2 separate regions of the Mus musculus genome follow, and region 2 is linked to region 1. Evidence: chromatin contacts called from public Hi-C data. All regions are on one chromosome and are shown on one strand. The core of a region is the stretch at or near the end of the contact, and the rest is flanking DNA. Distances in the headings are between cores, read along the strand shown. Region 1 has its middle 13 kb from the start of Gm41110. Region 2 has its middle 3.1 kb from the start of Gm32123.

Region 1 (4,045 bases), core at 1,398-3,897:
CCCAAGTGAAAACTTATGCATTGTCAACCCAGTTTCAGTCACAAAGAGGCCCCTTCTCACATTGGAAGGGAAGCGAACCGACCCTCAGTCAGCTGAGCCCGGCTTTAGAGAGGGGAGACTGGGTAGCGGCTGCTGCCATTAAATTACACCCCACTTCCTTCGTCTCCTGTGGCTGGGTTAGTGTATTCAGACCTCCATCATCCTCTGTGGACACTGTAATCCAGGAGCATCTGGGGATAGAGTAACTTTCCCAAACCCACCAGACTTTAGTCCCATTCCCTTTACTGGGGATTGAACTAGGGTCAGAGGATCTAATAGACTCATGGTAGGCTCTGTGGTTTCTCCATGTGGAGTCTAGTATCTCACTAAAAGATCCCTTTGTATCTGGAGAGCCTGGGCAGGAGAAATGGCTCTGTCAGTAAAGTTCTTGTGTTACAAGCATGCAGACCTGAGTTCGGATCCCCAGTTCCCAGGTAAAAAGTCAGGGATGAGAGCAGGCGTCTGCAATCCTAGCACTGGAGATGAAGAGAGAAGACACTCCTTGGAGCTCATTGACTAACCAGCATAAAGGAATTAATGAGCTCCAGATGCGGTAAGAGGTGGTGTCTCAAAAGAGGAGGCAGTCCAATTGCAGAAGACACCAGACGTGGCCCTCATACTCCACTAATACACACATGTCCATGGGTACCCTTGTGTACACATGACCACACATGAATATGTTAATACACGTACACCACACACACAAGCCTTCAGTAGTTCCCGGGAGCCTTGGAGAGACAGCTTGAGCTGTTATGTCTCATACGTCATGGCTCTGGAAGGCTGACTCCAGCCAGCTCAGCGCTGCTGCTTCCCCCTTACCCACCCTAACACATGCATGGTGCACAGGCCCACACCCAATGTATATCCCTTTGCTCTGGCTTCTCTCCAATGCTGAAAAGCCATGGACTTGGCTCTCACCTTTATGACTTAGCTGGTTTCCTTCACCCATCTAAAGCACCTTGCCTGCCACCTTGCTATCTGTCAAAGCCAACTTTGTTTCCGAGGACAGGGTGGCCTTCCTTATGAGCCCTGGCTCAGCTACCATGAAATGATGTCATAGGAGAGGTAAAATTGATACTACTGACCACCCTCTGTTGTAGTTATGAGGGCTCCAAAGAAGACCTCTGTCACTCCACTCTGCATTTGAATTGCTGTGTCTGTCACACAGGAAGTGGTGCAGGGGAAAAGGATGGACCACAGTGCCCATGGTGCTTGTCTCTGGTTAGGGGATTTACTGGAATCAAGTCTACCTTTTTTCCACTTGGCTGCATTTTCTGTATATATTTTAAATAAGTCTCAACTTTTTAAATGATGAGGGAAAAAATAAGATTATTTCAAAGAGGACATGAGCCTGTCTTATAGCAGCACATTTGCCACTTGTCTTCCTGTCTTTGCCACCCCAGACCCAAGACTGGAACACGGGCGCAGGTATTCATCGAGATCATTTACCCATCTGCTAAGAGCTAATTCTAGTCCTTCAGCTTCCAGCTCTGCTACTTTATTATACATGGGAGGTGGAGAGAGAGAGAGAGGGAGAGAGAGAGGGAGGGAGAGGGAGAGAGAGAGGGGGAGAGAGAGAGAGAGAGAGAGAGAGAGAGAGAGAGATGTAGAGTGTATCCCTAGATCCTTTCCCCCTGTATCACCTGTTTCTCAGGTCCGGGTACCAGACCCCAGACCAGTTCCATGGATCTGCCCCTCCTGCCCCAGGATAAGTGTCTGTCATAGATCTGGAATGATCACATCCATGCCCCCACTCCAACTCTGACTCTGAAACCACCCACCAGGATAAGATTACTGAGCTGTGAGAAGGTTTGTGCATCCACATTGGAGAGCCTGGAGAAGGTCAGGTCATTACACCAGGGCAAGCACAAGAGAGGGCAGCTCAGATACAACCTTACCTCTACATCACCACATCACCTCCTCTTCCTCCCTCCCTCCTCCCTTTCTCCTCTTTTTCTTCTTCCTGTTCGTTCCCTTTCTTCTTCCTCTATTCTTCTCTGCCTCTCTCCCCATGTCCTCTCCCCCTTCCTTCTCTTCCCTTCCTCCTCTCTCTCCTCCTCCTCTCTCCTCCTCCTCCTCTTCCTCTTTTGTCTTCATTTTTAGATTACCCTCTGGAGTTCCTATCTGAAATCCAAGCTAATTTCACCATAACTACCAGATCATTATGCTTGAGAGGTACTGGACTTCCCAGAGAGTTGAGCCAGCTCTGTAGCCTTTACTGAAACATCAGTGGCTGGAAGCTATTTCCTGAGTCTCTAAACATCTTCCCCTGGCAAAGCCCTAGTAAAACATTATGAATCCCTGGCATCCCAGAGATCAGGATCTGCCCACATCCTTTACTGTTCAAAACTAGGGAATCTACCTCCTTCACTATCAAGACAGCCCAAGACAGACTCTATAACATGGGCACAGTGAGGATGGGGCAGAGGAGAATGGAGCAGGTAGACCAGGATTTCTTTGTCTCTGTGAGTTCTACCAGCTCATGACACCACCTAATGGCCCCAAGAATCAGAACACCGAGTATCCACAAGTGCAGCTCCATCAAGCTCTGGCATCCAAAGGGAAGAGACCTCAGTCCACTCCCAGCACGAGCAGTACTTTGTGTCCCATCTGGCAGCTCTAGCTTGTACAAAGCCAGTCGTGACATCAGCTGACTCCCAGGACTATAGAGTGAACAGGGAGTTGAAGAGTGTTTCCTCTAATAGCAGAGAGCTGGGCGGGGGGGGGGGGGTGGTGGAAGAAGAGACAGGGAGAGAGGGAGAGAGGGAGGGAGGGAGGGAGGGAGGGAGGGAGGGAGGGAGGGAGGGGAAGGATTTCAGGGGAAGAATATGGAGTGACCATACTTTATTTAGAACTGAGTTGTAATTCCTGTGTTGAAGTTTTGAAGTTCTAAACTCTGGGACCCCAGAATGGGGCTGTATTTAGAGACAAGGTCTTTAAAGAGATGACTGTTAAAAATGAAGCCATTGGGGTAGCTCTAAATTCAGTATGATGGGTGTTTTCATGAGGGAATACATAGACAGAGATACACACTCATAGACATACAGAGGGAGGGAGGGAGGGAGGGAGGGAGGGAAGGAGGGAGAGAGAGGGAGAGAGAGAGAGAGAGAGAGAGAGAGAGAGAGAGAGAGAGAGAGAGAGAAGCAACCACCCCTTCTGACACCCTATTGGGCTCCTCAAGGGTGGTGAGCCGATGGAACAAGTTTGCATTGTTTAACAGCTCCTAGCCACACAACCTGTTTGGTGGCACTGTTACAGCATCCAAGCTGATAAAACCCCGATGTTCCCTGTCACAGCCTCAGGGTACCTCATGCCTTTATCCTGATTTTAGTGATACATTTCTAAAGCACAGGCCTTCCTCTACAGATATGGAGTTGCTACAACACAGTAACATTATTTTACAAATGTATAAGGGCAGAGATGAAAAACATGCTCTACTAAAAGACTTGATCCAAAAATTAATTTGCTTCTTTTCATTTTAAGAGAAATAAAACCATTATGTTTTGGTGGGTGCCAAGAGTATCGGGCCACAGGCATGTGTCCACTGTGCCTAAGGGAGTCCCTAGAAGCACCTACTGCCGGACCTATGCCAATCCATACCCTTGGCATCACAGGACCTCGGGAGTTAAAAGTACAGTTGTCCTCAGGTGAAATTGCCGAGCCCGGTGTGGGTGGCCAGCATTGGCCTTTGACCACAGCTGAGCAAATAAAACCCAGGCTACCTCCGAGGTTGTACTCAGCTCTTGCCTGCCTCCTGCTTCCTTGCCAGGGGCCCAGAATTTGAAAAGCATGCTGTCTGTGGCTGCCCGACTGCATGGCAGACACACAGGGCAGGCCCCCTTTTCCTGGGTCACACCAGGCAAAGCCAACTGGGAGAATAAAGAGCTGACTTTGTGGGCTGTATCTCCCCTTGCCTGGCCTGACCCCCTCCATTGGCCCACGACTCTCCAGGGATTCTAGAACATTCCGAGGGAAAAGACCTCATCTGTGGTAAGATACAGGACAG
Region 2 (3,885 bases), core at 1,292-3,791, 200 kb before region 1:
TTTCATTTTTCCCAACCTGCCTATTAGATAAACTCCAGGTTCTCCTTGAGTTGAAGCACATTTTTTGAGTTGGTGAGCCTCAGCTTCTCCCTAAGAAACAAAAGAAGGCACCAGGAGGAGAGGAGGACAAAGAAATGGGTGACTGGGTCTTCTGTGCTCCTACTTGGATGGTTTTGTACCACAGAAATGACTCTAAGCATGCTATGTTCAGGGCCCCCTGGTGAGGGACGAGTCCAGCATCTTGCATTAATTCCAGCATGGGTTGGTCAAAGGATATTTGGATCTTTAGAGGGCAATTTCTAAGCACCCAAAGGTTCAGAGGTATTTTGATGGCTAGCTTTAGTTGCCAACCTGACACAACTTAGACTTATTTGGGAAGAGGGTTTCAGTGAGGGTTGGTCTACACTGTGTCAGATGATGGGCATGTCTGTGGAGACTGTCTTAACTGAGTTAACTGATGTGGGAAGGCTCAGACCACCAAGGTGTGTGTGGGGGGTACCATTCCCTAGGCAGGGGTTCCTGAACTGTGTAAGAGATGAGGCTGAGCACAAGCAAGCAAGCAAACGAGTATGAATATATCCGTTTCTCTTTGGTCTTGACTGGATGTGGTATGACTGGTTTCACCTTCCTGCCCTGGTGATGCCATTCCCCTAATGATGCACTGTAACCTGGAATTATAAGCCGAGTAAACTCTTTCTTGCCTAAGTTGCATTTCGTTAGGATGTTTGACCACAGACACAGAAATGAAGCCAGGGCCAATGTGGTGTAGGTCAGCGCTTGCTCACACCTCTCTTCATCTTGTCTCCCTTGTCCACTGAGGGCTAACTGAAGAGCAGGGATGGAATGTTCTGGAAGAATGCAGAGCCTGTGTTTGCATCAGTGAGGAGGTGGAGTTGGCCTGGGGCTGAGTTCTTTGCAGAATGGATAGAAGGCTTCTCCAACATTTTAGATGGGCTGCTGTAGACGTGTTCTTGCGTAGCTTCTCTTCTGTCTGGCAGATGCAACCACTGAAACTCCAGGGGAACTTGAAAGAAGACAGAACATGGAATCCTTTCAACATCAATGTTTTTAGAGTTTTCATATATGGTCAACTAATTCTAGTGTTCTAGGACTTGGTTCTAGTTAAACAAAAAACCAAAATTGATAACACCTTTCCAGAAGTTTCCAGGGACCATCAGTTCATGTTCTGTACTAGAGGCCCTTGTGTGGATGACCTGTGGCTGGATAATAACTTTGGCACTCCGTGTAAGTTCTTGGAAATGATGCACGGGGCCTAACCTGCACTCCTACATCATATACAGGCAGTCTCCATACATGCTAAGGAAATGACAACTTGGGGCCAAGTGCTCAGGATTGTGACATTGGCTGGGATGTTCTGTGGCATTCCCCCTAGGTACAGGCTGCTCATTGTACCTCCCTACACACCTTTGGTTATATCATAAAGTATAATAAAGCTCTCTGGAGTGCAGAAGATCAGGTGCTCAGACCCATCCTATGGGTGTGGTGCCTGCCTGGTCCAGAGTTCTCCCTTGGGCAGAAGAGGGTTCAGCTGTCCAGAGCAGAGGGAGGAGGACTTTTCCTCTTCTCATAGTACAAATGAGTGGTTCCATTCTAGCTTTCTAGAATCTACATTCATTGGTACGATTGGTCGATCACACTTCTCTCCTGACACCTAGGTCTCCCATGGTCCCCCATCTGACAGCAGCATGGCTTGAGTCCCCATTGTTCTAAAACCTTTGATTTCCTTGTGAATTTTTTTTCTTTGCTCACACTCTAGGTGTTGCTGTGTCCACCGATCTGTTTTCTGCTGACCGTGAGTTCCTTGGACCCCCAAATCCGCTCACTTACCGTCATCTGACAGACACGGACACTTCACCAACGGTGTGCTGTCACTTTGGGTTTGGGAAATCTGGAAGGACTATTTCATCTTTGTTTCAAACTTACTCTATTCTACTACTAATGACCTCATCCCTTGAGCTAAAATTGGGCAGCAGCCTTGAATGTCAGAGAAGAACAGCGCCTTGGGTGCAGCGTTAACTAACCCTTCCAAGGACACGTCCTCACATCAAGGTGGGACTGCTTAACCGTGAATGGCTTAGAAGTTGGCAGTAGTAGAATGATCTGCAGAGTGTACCTTGTCACAACTGACTCCTATTTCCTGCTCTCCTCTGCCTTCCAATGGCTACAGAATTCAGTGGCTCTGCACTCCTGCATCTCTCTGGCCACCTTCCCTTCCCCGTTGCTCTGGACTGCACCATAGTTGCTGTAGCTGCTGTAGCTGCTGTAGCTCCCCTATATTTCCGTAGCCACCCCCCAGTTGAGCCACTTCCAGCACCTCTTGGTCTTTCTTCCAAAGCACAAGACTCAATGAAACTTGTCAAAACTCGGTAACACGGGCCGAAACGCCACATTTGTCCCCGGACCTTCACTGTCTTCTATAGTATGAGCCCAGTGGGCCTCACACTGACTTTCCTACTGCCCAACAGCTCCTGGTATTTCCTTAAGCTGGAATGTTCCCCCACTATGAATCTCCCTTAAATCTAAGTGCTTCCAGATGTTTCCAGGCTCAGTCAGGGCCGCCGCCTTCTGCAACCAGTTCTAGCTCGGCAGCTAACAGGCAGTCTCTTCCATCATCAGAACCCCCGTGTTCTCCCCCATGGCAAGATTGTGCAGGCTCCTGCAGCAAATATCACAGCGATAGGGTGGGGAAGCTCCAATATAAGATCCCAATTTCCTCACCATCCTGGCACTTAGAAGTTCAAGGTCAAGGTTCTGATTAGTTCAGCTCCTGGACCATCATTGGGACTTGATAATTTTAATTTGGTGTGTTCTGAGGGAGGGGGCTGTGGAGAACACTTGCTTTCTCAAGTTCACTAATCTTATGGAACTAGAGCCCCCACCCTTACGACTTCTTTTAGAGGCTTTGTCTCCAAACACAACTCCATTAAAGGCTAGAACTTTCACTTTTTCTACGGAGTAAGAGCGGGGACTCGGACCTTCATTCTGTAACAGATAACCTGTCCTGGTTGATTACCAATACATCTCTCCCCTCTCCATGTTTTGAGCCCAAGGCAACCACTCTATCGCTGAGCTGTATCTCCCCAAACCTGGGGCACACATCTTATTTTCCCATCCAAGCCAGAAACATTCCTAGGACAGAGTCTGCATCTTTATTTTATTTATTTATTTATTTATTTATTTATTTATTTATTTATTTATTTATTTATTTATTTATTTATTCAAGACAGGGTTTCTCTGTGTAGTCCTGGCTGTCCTGGAACTCATGCTGTAGACCAGGCTGGCCTCAAACTCAGAAATCTGCCTGCCTCTGCCTCCCAAGTGCTGGGATTAAAGGAGTGCGTCACCACTGCCCGGCTTGCATCTTTATTTTTGTGGTCCCTCTGGGTGATAGGTGCCTCGCTAATATTTGTAATATTTGTGAGCTTACAAGTATGGTGTTCACCCCATTTTATCACCAGAGTTCCATCATGACCTGGCATAGTCCTGAGACTTTATCCATGTTTTCCCTCTACCTAAGGCTGTTCCTTTCTTCCTGGGACATGGGAGGTAGCTTATTCAATGCTTCTGTTTAATCTACTGAGGCCTGACAAAGACACTCACCCTGATTATGGCACATGTGCACTAACAGAGTTCAAGTCCTAGCTTCCTAATGGCCCTCTCACGGGGACTGTCTATGTGCTGCTGGCCCACTCTTGGTGCCAGGAACTTAGCCATATTACCACTTCCATGCATGCTCCCCAAGTGAGTTTCTAGAGGGCAAAGACTATGACCTTTTGTTCCCCATACCCAGCCTCTGATGTGTTGCTTGATGACCAATAACAGCACAATTAAACATGATTGAAAGAAGGCGCAGATAAAACGTGT

Evidence for each region. Hi-C and Micro-C count contacts between places; a contact is called where the count stands out from the background.
Region 2: a contact with region 1 is called in a Hi-C map of uterus, with 7 times the contacts expected there. The contact joins two enhancer-like sites. A contact is called at or near these places in 4 of 484 Hi-C or Micro-C datasets (cerebellum and uterus), 1 of 115 datasets of contacts at active chromatin or transcription factors (fibro-adipogenic progenitors) and 1 of 9 other capture datasets (embryonic tail).

The regions. Positions count from the first base shown.
Region 1 is chr14:24,901,628-24,905,672 of GRCm38.p6, reverse strand. No RefSeq gene overlaps it. Among named protein-coding and RNA genes, the nearest start is that of Gm41110, 13 kb to the right of the region's middle. Within about 2 kb of position 2,647, at least 22 of the 459 cell types and tissues checked have an H3K27ac peak or open chromatin away from gene starts, as enhancers often do. A contact at or near this core is called in uterus, where this site is marked.
Region 2 is chr14:25,104,242-25,108,126 of GRCm38.p6, reverse strand. No RefSeq gene overlaps it. Among named protein-coding and RNA genes, the nearest start is that of Gm32123, 3.1 kb to the left of the region's middle. RefSeq lists an enhancer at 1-972. Within about 2 kb of position 2,541, at least 25 of the 459 cell types and tissues checked have an H3K27ac peak or open chromatin away from gene starts, as enhancers often do. A contact at or near this core is called in uterus, where this site is marked.